Regions from separate parts of the Sus scrofa genome. Here region 1 is linked to region 2. Evidence: chromatin contacts called from public Hi-C data. All regions are on one chromosome and are shown on one strand. Each heading gives the region's core, a stretch centred on a gene start, on an enhancer-like site or on the middle of the called end of the contact. The rest is flanking DNA. Distances are from core to core; before and after follow the strand shown.

Region 1 (6,085 bases), core at 1,984-4,483, 120 kb before region 2:
ATACCAAGTGCCCAGTCTTAAACAAGATCTTATAATGGTAAATCAGGATTCCCATCCAAAAGTGAATCGTGGAGATCTCTAGGAAGTTTATTTCCGTCACTAGACTATATTAGAAAGCAGTGTTGTTAAAGAAGGCTGCTAAGTCATGAAATAAAAACAGCATAACACATGCATAGCATAATGAAAAGTGATTTTCTCACCTTCAAAAGCATCCCCAGTTTTCATGTTACTCTACAAGGTTCAGATATACATAGATTATAAATGCACATGTATCTCCAGTGTTTTATTTTAATGTATAATAAAATATTAGGTTTTAAGTTAAACATATTAGACTGGAAAACATCAGTTAACATTCCAGGGATAAAGAAGCAGCAAGAGCCTGTCAGCTTTCACTTCAGTAAGAGCAAAGTTGTTGCCCACATCAGATGAATGTATTGTCTACAAGAGTTGGCGATATAGCCAATATTAACAAAAGCATCAAGTTCAGGACATCATTGGTCTGAACCTGTCATTGCTTGTGACAAAAAGTTCATATTCAAAAATTATTTTAATATGTAAAATAGAGATTGACATCGCTAATATATTTATGCTGTTGTCATCTGGATCAACTGGACATTATTAGAAAATTTTGAATAATACTATTTTTATATTTACTTCTTCCCCATAAGCTAGTGATTTGTTCATATTAATGTAATGATAAAAAAAGAACATGTTTTAATCTACTCACTATCACGTGCTTTTTCTTTATTTCTTAAATGTAAATCAGTCTTGCTAAAAGCATTTTTAATTACCCAAGTGTATCTGACACTTCTTGAGTGCCACTAAAAATCTTTTCAGCTTCAGCCCTCATTCCAGCCACTGCTGCAACCACCTGGTTTTTTCATCCCTGGGGAACTCCCCCCTCTCCCCCCCACCCACTCCCAAGCTCACTGTACCCTACCCCTTGCTTCATCTTATCACAATCCAGAAGCAGGGGATTTAACATCACATCGGCCATCCTTGACCAGTGGAGAGAGAAGTTAATAGATAGAGGTTTCTCCTTTCTCCGTGGATGGTTTTTAGACATAATTTCTCCCACAGGATTAAGCAACCAGTCACGAGTAACAGTGGCCATTGTATTAGCTTCATTGTATTGGCTTTCTTTCTCTCTTCATTCCCTTTCTCTCTCACTTCTGCTCCTAGGATCACGCGTTTTACTCAGGCTCTGTTTTCAGGGAAACTTCTGCTAAAATAAAGATGCTTTTTAAGAACCTAACCATTGAGGAGTTCCCATCATGGCTCAGTGGTTAACAAATCCAACTAGGAACCATGAGGTTGCGGGTTCGATCCCTAGCCTTGCTCAGTGAGTTAAGGATCCAGTGTTGCTGTGAGCTGTGGTGTAGGTTGCAGACACGGCTAGGATCCTGTGTTGCTATGGCTCTGGTGTAGGCCGTTGGCTACAGCTCCAATTAGACCCCTAGCCTGCGAACCTCTAGGGCCGTGGGTGTGGCCCTAGAAATGGCAAAAAAAAAAAAAAAAAAAAAGACAAAAAGAACCTAACTATTGGGTACATGGATAGACAGTCAGTTGCAAAGCTATAACCTATTTAATGAGCCCATTCCTTTCCAATGACAAAGTTAATTTATGCATACTTTCCCACTGGAAATAAGAGGCTTAGCATTTCTATTCTGGTATCTTTCTGCACATTACTGGACATTAAATGCTTGACATTAAATTCTTTAAATATAATTTAACTGACCCGCCTCAAATCAGGGCACCTGCACATTCTGCTGGTCTCAAGCACCCACGTGATAAAATGTCCACACAGATTTTTCAAGCAAAAACAAAGGTCCATTGATGAATTTACTAGACTAGTGGATTCCAAAAATATTTGAAAATATGAAATAGGAGCTATCTCTCCCTTCATTGAGCTCATATTATGGTAAAAGAAACAGAATAGATGCATATACATGCACACATATACATGTATGATGTATTAAATACAGTACGCTTATGTGATATACAAAACAATTTTATTCTGTAGATTATGAATACAGAAATAACATCGTTCTTAGATTTCCCATCCCTTCCAAAAGAGAGCTTAGCTGTATAATTTTTGATATATTACCTAATTTCTGAGTTTCAGCATTCTGAAATGTTACAATTACCTTGAAAAAAAGTCTGTGAAAATTCAAAAAGACAATGTGTAAAAGATGTTTGCCTTTCAATATGTGGTACCTACTGTTACTGTGTTATATAATTTTCTTCACCTTCACCAATAACAGATTTTGCTATCATTAATATAAGGAGACCATGATCATTTATTCAACAAATGTTTGAGTACCTAGGTAACAGCAGGCACTGTGATAACCAATACAGCACAAGCACGAAAACAGTAATGGTACAAAGAAATGAAGTTAAGTTTTGAGTGAAGAGAGAGGTGGGAAGGACTCAAAGATTCTTTGAATAGGCTTTGGACATCAAAGAGGAAGCTGCTGTCCTAATAATGCGTTCACAGCACAGGTGGGCTCGTGGGTGTTGCAAGGCCCTAGGTGCACGGCACAGAAGAACTCAGAATTCTGATCTGAGGTCACAACTTCCAGAGGCCAGCATTTGTGAAAGAGCACTATTTCTGTCACCCCTGAGATCCATGACAATGGATCTGTTGCCTCACTGGCTTCTCCTCTCCAGCTTGTGTTGAGTTGAAATTCACTCAAGCAGAGCTCTTTAGCTGCCCTTTCCCCTCTGTTCTATTGTCTGTGTTTTGTCATCATGTCTATTCAATTAAGATTGATATCTGTACTAAGAGAATCTGAGTTCTCAGCAAGCTCCAAAGAGAAATCACTCACTGGGAACCAAAGTACTGTGGCTCCATTATGTTCTGAGGGCTAACCGCAGCTACATGATGAATTGTGTTCTCTATTTTCTTGTTGTTGTAGCTAAATATATTTCAAATGATAGTTAAGATAAGACTCCATGGAAACACATCAGTAACCAAAGCAAACAAGACTACTCCTTTCATTAACTGAGGGACAGTCCCTACATTCTTTTTCATTTTATTTTGTTCATAGTTATTGTCTCTAAGAGCAGGAAAGATTTACTTTTATTTAGGCTCATTTGAATTAACAAGATTTATTTCCACCTTATAAATTGTGTTGAATTAATCCTTTTGGACAGCACTGAAGACCAAATATTGGATGAGCCACTTAATCATGAGCCCTGTCAAGGCCCAGGACTTAGTAATGGAAAATTGTGCAAACAGTGAGGATGCCGACAGAACAGATGAGCTGTCCAGAGACACTTGAGAAATGCCTTCCTCAGGGTGTGTTTCAAACCTTTGCACACACATCAAGACAGACAAAAAGTGTGGGGTTTGGCATTATAAACTAGGAGAACGTAATTTATAGTTACAAATCCAAGTTTGAGGAGTCCTGGATCTTACACAATTTCAAGGGTCATTCTGAGTGAAAAGAATTTAAAAAATATGTAAATAGAAAATTGGGGACAAAGTTTAAACTATTTTGAATTTTGGAAAACTTTCAAGAAATTCCAGTAAATGGCAAATTTTAAAAAGCTGACAAACACCACAAACATCAGCAAATCCAGGAAAATAACGTGTTTACTATGACTGATCCCCCTCCATTATACTTTCTTTCTACATGCTTTTTCTATTTACTTACTCTTCGATTGCCTCTTCATATGACAATTTTATCGTGTTATTCTTCGTGGAAAAAAAAAAAGAACACCTTGTCTAGCATGGTTGATCAAATAATTGTTTTTCTATTATTAATGGTCATGAGTAGGCATTAGTGAGAACTGAATCCTCTATTTGCAACATTACACGTCTGATGATGGGAAGAACATTCCACAGACAAGCTTCTAGCTCCTTCCAGGAAGTCTTGCCCACACAGTTCCAGGGTCAGGCCCAGGAGGACACAGTCATACTGTGATGTGATGTCTAGCCCTGCATTTTCATGTCACAATGCCTGGCACAGGAAGCGTTAGGAATATTTGTGGGAGCCATTACTATGCCAGGATGGTTATCAATAACCAAACTATTCATTGAAGTGGCCATTTCTCATGAAAGAGCTGGTAGCGTCGCTCAGAATGCTAGTGACAAGTACTGGTCTAGATCTTCGTATGGCACCTTTGTTAGCCGCTTGTTCTTCCCTAAGTGTATATGCATTTGAAATCAGATCCTTTCAATTCTTTATTGATTTTTTTGGCCTCCTCTGTATTTCTCCAAATCCTTTCTAAGTTGAGAAACTCAGGAATGAACACAGAACCCTCCTAAATAAGTACAGTGTTCCTGCTGCTTTTAATGGAAGGACTACCGTATGGTTCTACATGCATTTCAGAGGACACATTTCTGCCAAATACAGCAGACATAGTCATCGAAAGGACATTTAGAAGTGTTTTTATTAAAAGCACACTCTTGAGATTTAAAAGGGTAAAATAAAAGAGAAAGAAAGATATGATTCTTAAAGAGAATATAACATTTGCCTACAAACTTGGCTGATGAAAATTCTTGAATGATTAAGCATAAGTTAGGGATTCTGCATTTAAACTGTAGTGTAGGATCTTGGAGTTTTAAGGAAAACATAGCTGAAACCACTATTCTTCAAACTATCGGATAATTACATGACTTACTTTTCTTCCTTTTCTCAAATTTTTGAATGGTTTTATAACCTTGAACAGTGCCAGATTTGGAAGCAGGGACAAATTTAACACGGAGAATTCCTTAATGTCATTACTTCTCCAAACAAGCTTAGTGAGAAATGAAGAGAGAAAAGACATTTCTTACTTGCAAGCAAAGCAAAAGAAGACTTGTTACAGATTCCATGCATTAGTGAGCAGTCCATTACCCCATTTTGCTAAGAATCAAATCAAAAAGGACATCTGTGCTCAGTAATTCCTCTTTCTTTTGTACCGACAAACTGCCCCCAGCGGTGGAAGAACTGCAGTGCCATAAAGAATCCCTTTGGCTTCAAACAGACCATTATCATGAAGGTCAGGTCTATATACTACCAAAAACAATGCAAAAAAAAGAAAAAAAAAATCAACTAGGTACAGTTGATCTTCTGTTAAAATGGATAGGAAGTCTCCATTTGATTGAATTTTCCAAATAAGTGAAGGGTAAATATGGCACTCTTATATCTATATCTTATATCTTGTATCTTATCATATGGGCCTTGTTGTGGGCCCATGCTTCTCAATGTTTTTTAATCTATGTACTTGCTTGCTGAACATAAAAAACGCTTCCCCTTCCCTGCATGTGTCCAGAGGCCTTGCTCTTATCCTCTAATTGAATCCCTGAGAGACAGAGGAATGTTTATTTTTTTATATGAAAAACATTTCTTTCAGCTTTTCTGTTGTAGTTTATAATAAAAATAATGGCTTTTTGTGGTCTCTCAATTTTAAAATTTATGTAATACTAAGTACATATTTTCATAACCCTCTGGGAGAGTGTGATGTGCTCTGTAGCCCTGTTTCCCCTCCCCACCCACAAGTGAGAAACGCTTTTCCAAGACTAATAATTCCAATTTTCTGCTTTAGTAAATAGGATGGAGAGAACATAATTGAATTCTCATTTTGCATTTAGGATCTAATAGTGCCTCAGGCTCTGGATGATAAACTTGAATCTTCACTCTACAGCACAGATTTACAAAATAGGTAAGCTTGATTGGAAGGGGTACTATAAAACCAGAAGACAATGCAAGGTGCCCTTGCTATGTTTTTTAAAAGGTCTCAGTGACCATGATCATGGTTCAGAAATTAAATTTGAAAATATTTTGGCTACATAATACTGTCCATCTTTGGTGATTTTTTTTCCCCTTCAAAGCATCTTCTGTCATTTATGAAGACAAAAGCTAATCTCTTTTTTATCCATTGGCTTGGAACCCTCCTATGTTTACAGATATGTGACAGTTTTCTCACACTGGAATTTGCTCAGGCTCTGGATATTAACTGCCATAATTCTTCTCACATGCTCCTGGCAATTAATTCCTCATGCAATATGCATAGTTTAGTGCCCTTTTACTGCATGACCTCCACTCTCACATTTCCCCAGGCTAATACCAGGCTAACACCTGGATTCTGCCTTCCA
Region 2 (6,260 bases), core at 2,362-4,861:
GTGAACTTCCAGAGCCCTGATCAAAAACTCTTTATCAGAAATAAGAAAATCCTGGGATGTTTTTTTTTTCTAAACGCTCACTTTTGAGGAAAATTTTAAGCATCACACTTCATCCTGTCTGTCTCAGAGAGAAAACATAATGCAAGTTGACCATGACAAATAAGAATTAATGCTCCACTTCCCTCCTCTCAATTTTTGGAAAAGGAACTAGTAAGTTGACTCATAGATGCTCACTGGGCACTCACTGTGAGGTCCCTGAACTTTGCAAGGCCAGAGGGGGTGGGGAGAAAATGGTGGCAGGAGTCGGGGGGAAGAAGAGCATGGTATTAATTTATAGAACTTAACATTTGGGAGTTCTCGTCTTGGTTCAGTGGTTAACAAACCCGACTAGCATCCATGAGGATGCAGATTCAATCCCTGGTCTTGCTCAGTGGGTTAAGGATCTGGTGTTGCCGTGAGCTATGGTGTCAGTTGCAGATGCAGCTCAGATCCCACGTTGCTGTGGCTGTGGTGTAGACCAGCAGCTGTAGCTCCAGTTAGACCCTGAGCCTGGGAACCTCCATATGCCACGGGTCCGGCCCTAAAAAAAAAAAAAAAGAAAGAAAAAAAAAGAACATAACATTTTGCCATTCATCAAGCTTCTTTACTTATGTCACCTCATGTAAATCTCTCCAGTAACTCCCTGAGGTCATAGGACCAAAGCAGCTCACCAATTTATTAAAGAACTAAGAGGAGATTGAAATAAATTCATAAAATACGTGAGCTGTGAAATCGACAGATACTGTTCTGACACTTGGATGCAATTGTAACAAAACACAAAATTCAGATCACAAATGAATACGGTTGATCCTGCAAAGACTGAGATAAATTCCAAATAAAAGTAGTAAATAGGTTCCTGGATTATTTGATAATCCCATTACTGAAGAAGGAATCATATAAATGTATTGAAACACTGAAACATTTTTTTGCTGGTTGACGCATTAACCATGAAGGAATACTCCTTTCGGGAGTTCCCATTGTGGCACAGTGGAAACTAATTTGACTAATAACCATGAGGTTTCAGGTTTGATCCCTGGCCTCGCTCAGAGGGTTAAGGATCCAGCATTGTTGTGAGCAGAGGTGTAGGTCGCAGATGCAGCTTGGATCCGGCATTGCTGTGGCTGCGGCTGTGGTGTAGGCCGCAGCTATAGCTCCAATTCGACCCCTAGCCTGGTAAACCTCTGTATGCCGCGGGTGTGGCCCGGAAAAGAAAAAAAAGAATACTCATTCATTTCACAGAGTGTTTATTACAAATACTATACAAGAACACTTGAATACAACTTATATACACATAGCTTTTTAAACTCTATAGAAGTTCTTGCAAAATGACAATTCTAAACACTTACACAATATTAGTAGAACTAAAAAAAACCTCTTAATACTCTTAGCAATGAAATAAAAATTTTGATCAGCATGCAAGAGGAAGGAATATAGTATTTTTCTGTTCTCCCTGTAGACAAAGACTATACAAAATCATCATTCTATAGAAAGGTAATTGGAGAGTCTTTAGCCAAAAAGGTAAGAAAAAAGTATTATTGAGGTATGCCACATAGTTAAATAATAATATATATTAGTTTTCTAAATTATGTATTTACTTATTTATTTATTTATTTTAATGGCTGCACCTTCAGCACATGGAAAGTCCCGGGCTGGGGGTCGAATCCTAGCTGCAGCTGCTGGCCTACACCACAGCCACAGCAACGCCAGATTCAAGCCACATCTGCAGCCTACACCACAGCTTGTGGCAACACCAGATACTTCACCCACTGAACAAGCCCAGGGATGGAACCTGCAACCTCCCGCACACTCTGTTGGGTTCTTAACCCACTGAGCCACTCTAGGAACTCCTGGATTTTCTTTAATTTGTAGTTTATGGTGATTTCTTTCCTCATTGTAAATGTAAGTTTTATAACTCATTTTGTATTCACAAATTTGGGTTCTTTTTCTTAAACAGAGCCCCCAAATTGTGTAAGTTTTAGCCCCCACAAAACCTGGACCTTCCCCTGATTTATGCCCATTTCGCAGGTGAGAAAACAAACTCTGGCCAAGTCTCGCCCTTACCCTGGGTCACACTGTTAGAAAGTGACAGAGCCGGGACACAAAGCCAGTGCTTTTCCTTCCTCACGATACTGGCTCGTTCTCCCAGAGCCTGAATGCATTGGATAAACCCCTACATTTCCTCTGCGGAGGCAGAAAGAAAGCAAGATAGAGCAATTGAAAAACGCAGAGGACTCGCTCAGGTTTCTAAGAGGGATTCAGCGCGGCTTATAGCGTCCTTCCCATCCCCCTCAGGACCCTCGTCTGAACAGAATTCAGTTGACGGGCAGCACTGGCGGCCCTGTCCCAGACTCAGAGTCAAGTACATCCATGGGAGGTAAAGACTGGGCACAACAAACGTGCTCTGGGAATTCCTGCTCGCAGCTTCCTCCTGAGCACCTGCTGCCTGCCAGGCGCTCACCCCTGTACTTGTCTTTATCCACATGAACGTTTCTCCTTTTTTTTAAGGCCGAGCGGGTAGAATACTCAGAGTGGCATGTCCAGTATCACAGGGCTGGTAAGAAACAGACACAGGCTGCAAACCAGAAATCCTCCAAAGCCCTCTCCCATTCGCCAGGAGGCTGCGGAATTCAGACAGATAATCACCTTCTCAGGCCTGGAGGCAAAGCGGAGAACCATTAGTGGAAAGCGGAGAGGTGGGTAAAGAGTAAATAGTCTTCTTCTCTCTCTTCCCGTTTAAAGTCTGGGTGGAGTTCCTGCTGTGGCGCAGTGGACTGGGAATCTGACTGCAGTGGCTCAGGGTGCTGGTTTGATACCCGCCTGGGTTAAGGAGGATCTGGCGTTGTGGCCCGGGAACCTGCATATGTGCCTCAAGTGCAGCCCAAAAAAAAAAAAAAAAATTAAAAATCAAAGCCTGAGGCAAACGCAGCAGCAGCCATGGCATTCAGAGGGTTCCAGGAACCAGAGAGCAGTATGAGAGGCCTTGACCAGGAACCAGCCCACACCCGCAACCCAAGGGGGTCGTCTGAGTTGTAGCTAACGGTAAGCCCCACCTCAGTATCTGGGCAGGAGTACTAAGGGTTAAATCTGAATACAGAGCAAGAGCGCATGTGCTCAGGTCAGAAGCAGGTTGGAAAGAGGGATCAGAAGTTAAGCAGGCTGTGAAAAAGTCGCAGCCAACAGATTTCTGTCGATTTATTTTTCATAATCAGCATATTAAATATCAAGTTTCCAGAGGTAATAGGAAGCAGAAAAGTGCTTTGTTTTACAGCAAATACTGGCCATCCCTGAGCCCCTCGGGCTGATCCTGCGGCGCCTCAGCAGGAGTGTTGTACATGGGCTTTTGCTGAGTGGAATCCAATAAACATACACCCAGGGAGGTCACTTCAGGACAAGGTCATGGAATACCTTATCACTGGAGAATACCGAGGCTGGAGCCGTGGAATTTGATGCTCAGTTCATCATACAAATGGACTGCAAATTTATGCTTGTTTTTAATGTGTTTTATCTAGTTCTTAGCCATGTTTCTGTGGTCTTAGGAAAAACAAAAAAGTCCCACTGGACATGCTGGCCGGAACAGCCATGGCCTGGATTGAACCTCATGCAATAGTTTGGAGAGTGGAAGTTAGAGGTGTGAGGGAGAGAACTGACTGTGACTTCTAAGGGCTTTAATTGACATGTGGCCTCTGGAATTCAGACAAACAAGGCCTCCAGGGAGGCTCTGGCCCATTGGGGAACTGGAGAGAGGCCTGGGATCTTTCCAAGCCTAGAGGAACTTGGGCGGATCCAGAGGCAGATCCACTGGGAGCCAAGGTCAGGAGAGGAACAGCTTGTCCCCCTGACAGAGCGAAGTAGGGCCTGGCGACCTCTTTTGTTTACACAGTTCTTTCCAACTCTTGTGCACAAATTCAGAGTGACCTCTCCTCTTGACCATGAGCAGCTTGGTAGGGCAAAAGGCCTGATCCTTGGCTTCATTGCTCCAACTTCTCCTGGAAGAAAAAAAAAAAAATACCAGGTATCCTGGAGGGGTCTGGGGTTGCACAGAAAGAGCACTGGCTGTCAAATCCAAACTCCTGGTTGTGCACAATGATTTAACCCCACCACACTCTCAGATCTAATGCCTGTGCCCTTCGTGTCTTCTTCACTTTCTTTCAAGAAAGCAGTACAAATTTTCAGGGCTTTTTTTTCCCAATTCATGACACAGTGACCACAAACTACCGATGCAGTTACCACCAACTACAACAATGAAACTGACCTCGGACACTCTACAGGCTAAAATTTCTTGTAGGCAAAAATTAAGAATCCTGCATTATCTCTTCATCTCCGTGAGGAATGTGTACATTGTGTTGAGGTGACTCAAAATTCTCAGATTCTTTAAGTTGAAACATATTTAAGAAAAGGTTATATATTGATGACTGGACAAAAATGTTCTGACCAGAAGTTTGCAGGCACCTAATCCTATATTTGCCCCAAGAGCAATGGTTCAGTGTTTGCTAATTCAGGGCTCATGGCAACTTTATAGAACATGATTAGCACAAATAATAAGGATAATGAGAATCAACTCTGTGTGTGTGTGTGTGTGTGTGTGTGTGTGTGTGTGTGTGTGTGTGTGTGTTGCCAAGTGGAGGCAAAGTGTCAGCCCAAAGGGTTGATACACCAGAGGAATGTCTTGAAAGTCCTGCTACTAAGTACGTTGGACAGTAGCACTTTGTCTAGACTTCGCAGAGATCAACGAGTCAGGATAACAAGTATAATTGTCTCATGTGACCTTCCTAAGATTGATACCACATTGCGGTTGACCTACTTATGGCATTTCACTGTTACCAGAAATCAACTGATTAGGCAATTTTGAAAGTATTTTGCATCTATTTATCTCATTTTCAAGAAGCAGAAATGTCCTCATAAAACTCAATTGGTTCTTTCCAAAAGTAGGCCTAATGCCTGGCAATCTTCATACTTATATAATTTCCCAGAATACTGGATCCCCATTCTCTTTGAAATCAATAATGTAAGCCTCTAATTTTCCACCACTGCCATTCCGAATGGGCCAAAAGATGTAGAATAATTTAGTGCCCAAACAGGATATACATTCAGCATGGGAAGAACAGAGAGATTATCATTAAGTCTTTGATTAAATCACATCTTCTCTGCCTCAGGTTCATCAGCAGTAATAAGAGGATTTTTTTCAACTTTTATCTATCCCCCAAAAGTCTGAGAGTCTTTTGGGTTAGGGACTGTATTTCATTGTTCTCTGTATCTCCAGTACAAAACATAGTTTTGTCAAATAAAAACATTAGGTTTCTTTCCCTTCCTGTTCTCTCTTCTTTCCCTCCTGGCCCCTAGGAAACTGCTAAATTGACGTCTGTGACAATCTGTGTGCAATCTTTGGGTCTGTCTCCCCAGTCTGTGATCCCATGAATTCAGGAAATGTAGCTTGTGTCTCAGTCTCCCCAGTGCCAGGTACATAATAGCACCTGGCAAATGCGTGTGAAATCGCTGGAATAGAATGACCTCCGCACAGATAGGCACTCACAGTCCTGTGGCATCTTCCCCTGACCGTGTGGATCATCTCTCTCTTGTTTTCTTCTCCTGTCTTCCCATTACTGCACAATTCTTCTCTGAGTCAGGGTAAAGCAGAAAGGATGCCTGTTCAGCCTGTGCATCAAATGGGCATCCCCATGGCCTTGGAATTAAAGGAGCCATTGGCTTTACAAAATTGTGTAGGGAAAAGAAGATAGACCTGTTTTAAGTACATTAAAATATATTCAGAGGGGAATTGAGCTTACATGAGCTTCAAATAAATAAGGAAAATAAAATGGGAGTTACCATTGTGGCTCAGTGATAACAAACCTGAGTAGTATCCATGAGGATGCAGGTTCGATCCCCGGCCTTGCTCAGTGGGTTAAAGATCCAGTGTTATCGTGAGCTGTGGTGTCGGTCACAGACATGCCTCAGATCTGGCATTGCTGTGGCTGTGGCATAGGCCGGCAGCTATAGCTCTGATTGGACCCCTAGCCTGGAAATTTCCATACGCTACAGCCCTAAAAAGCACAAAAAAAAAGGAAAAAAAAATGCATTCTTTAAAATTCACCATGGGAGTAAAGGAAAAAAAATTGACTCATATATTTTAGATGTAAAACTTTAGGTTCAGATAATGTGCCCAAGTACACGGCTTCTCATTTTTTCTCAAGCCAGACTGCAGTGGGATGGAGAGAATCGAGGCT

What was found. Hi-C and Micro-C count contacts between places; a contact is called where the count stands out from the background.
Region 1: a Hi-C map of retroperitoneal adipose tissue shows a contact between it and region 2, with 2.1 times the contacts expected there. The contact joins two enhancer-like sites. A contact is called at or near these places in 9 of 47 Hi-C or Micro-C datasets (heart right ventricle, mesenteric adipose tissue, omental adipose tissue and 4 more) and 1 of 2 datasets of contacts at active chromatin or transcription factors (skeletal muscle).

The regions. Positions count from the first base shown.
Region 1 is chr9:21,182,114-21,188,198 of Sscrofa11.1, reverse strand. No RefSeq gene overlaps it. Among named protein-coding and RNA genes, the nearest start is that of TMEM135, 440 kb to the right of the region's middle. Within about 2 kb of position 3,233, at least 17 of the 83 cell types and tissues checked have an H3K27ac peak or open chromatin away from gene starts, as enhancers often do. A contact at or near this core is called in omental adipose tissue and retroperitoneal adipose tissue, where this site is marked.
Region 2 is chr9:21,061,447-21,067,706 of Sscrofa11.1, reverse strand. No RefSeq gene overlaps it. Among named protein-coding and RNA genes, the nearest start is that of TMEM135, 320 kb to the right of the region's middle. Within about 2 kb of position 3,611, at least 12 of the 83 cell types and tissues checked have an H3K27ac peak or open chromatin away from gene starts, as enhancers often do. A contact at or near this core is called in omental adipose tissue and retroperitoneal adipose tissue, where this site is marked.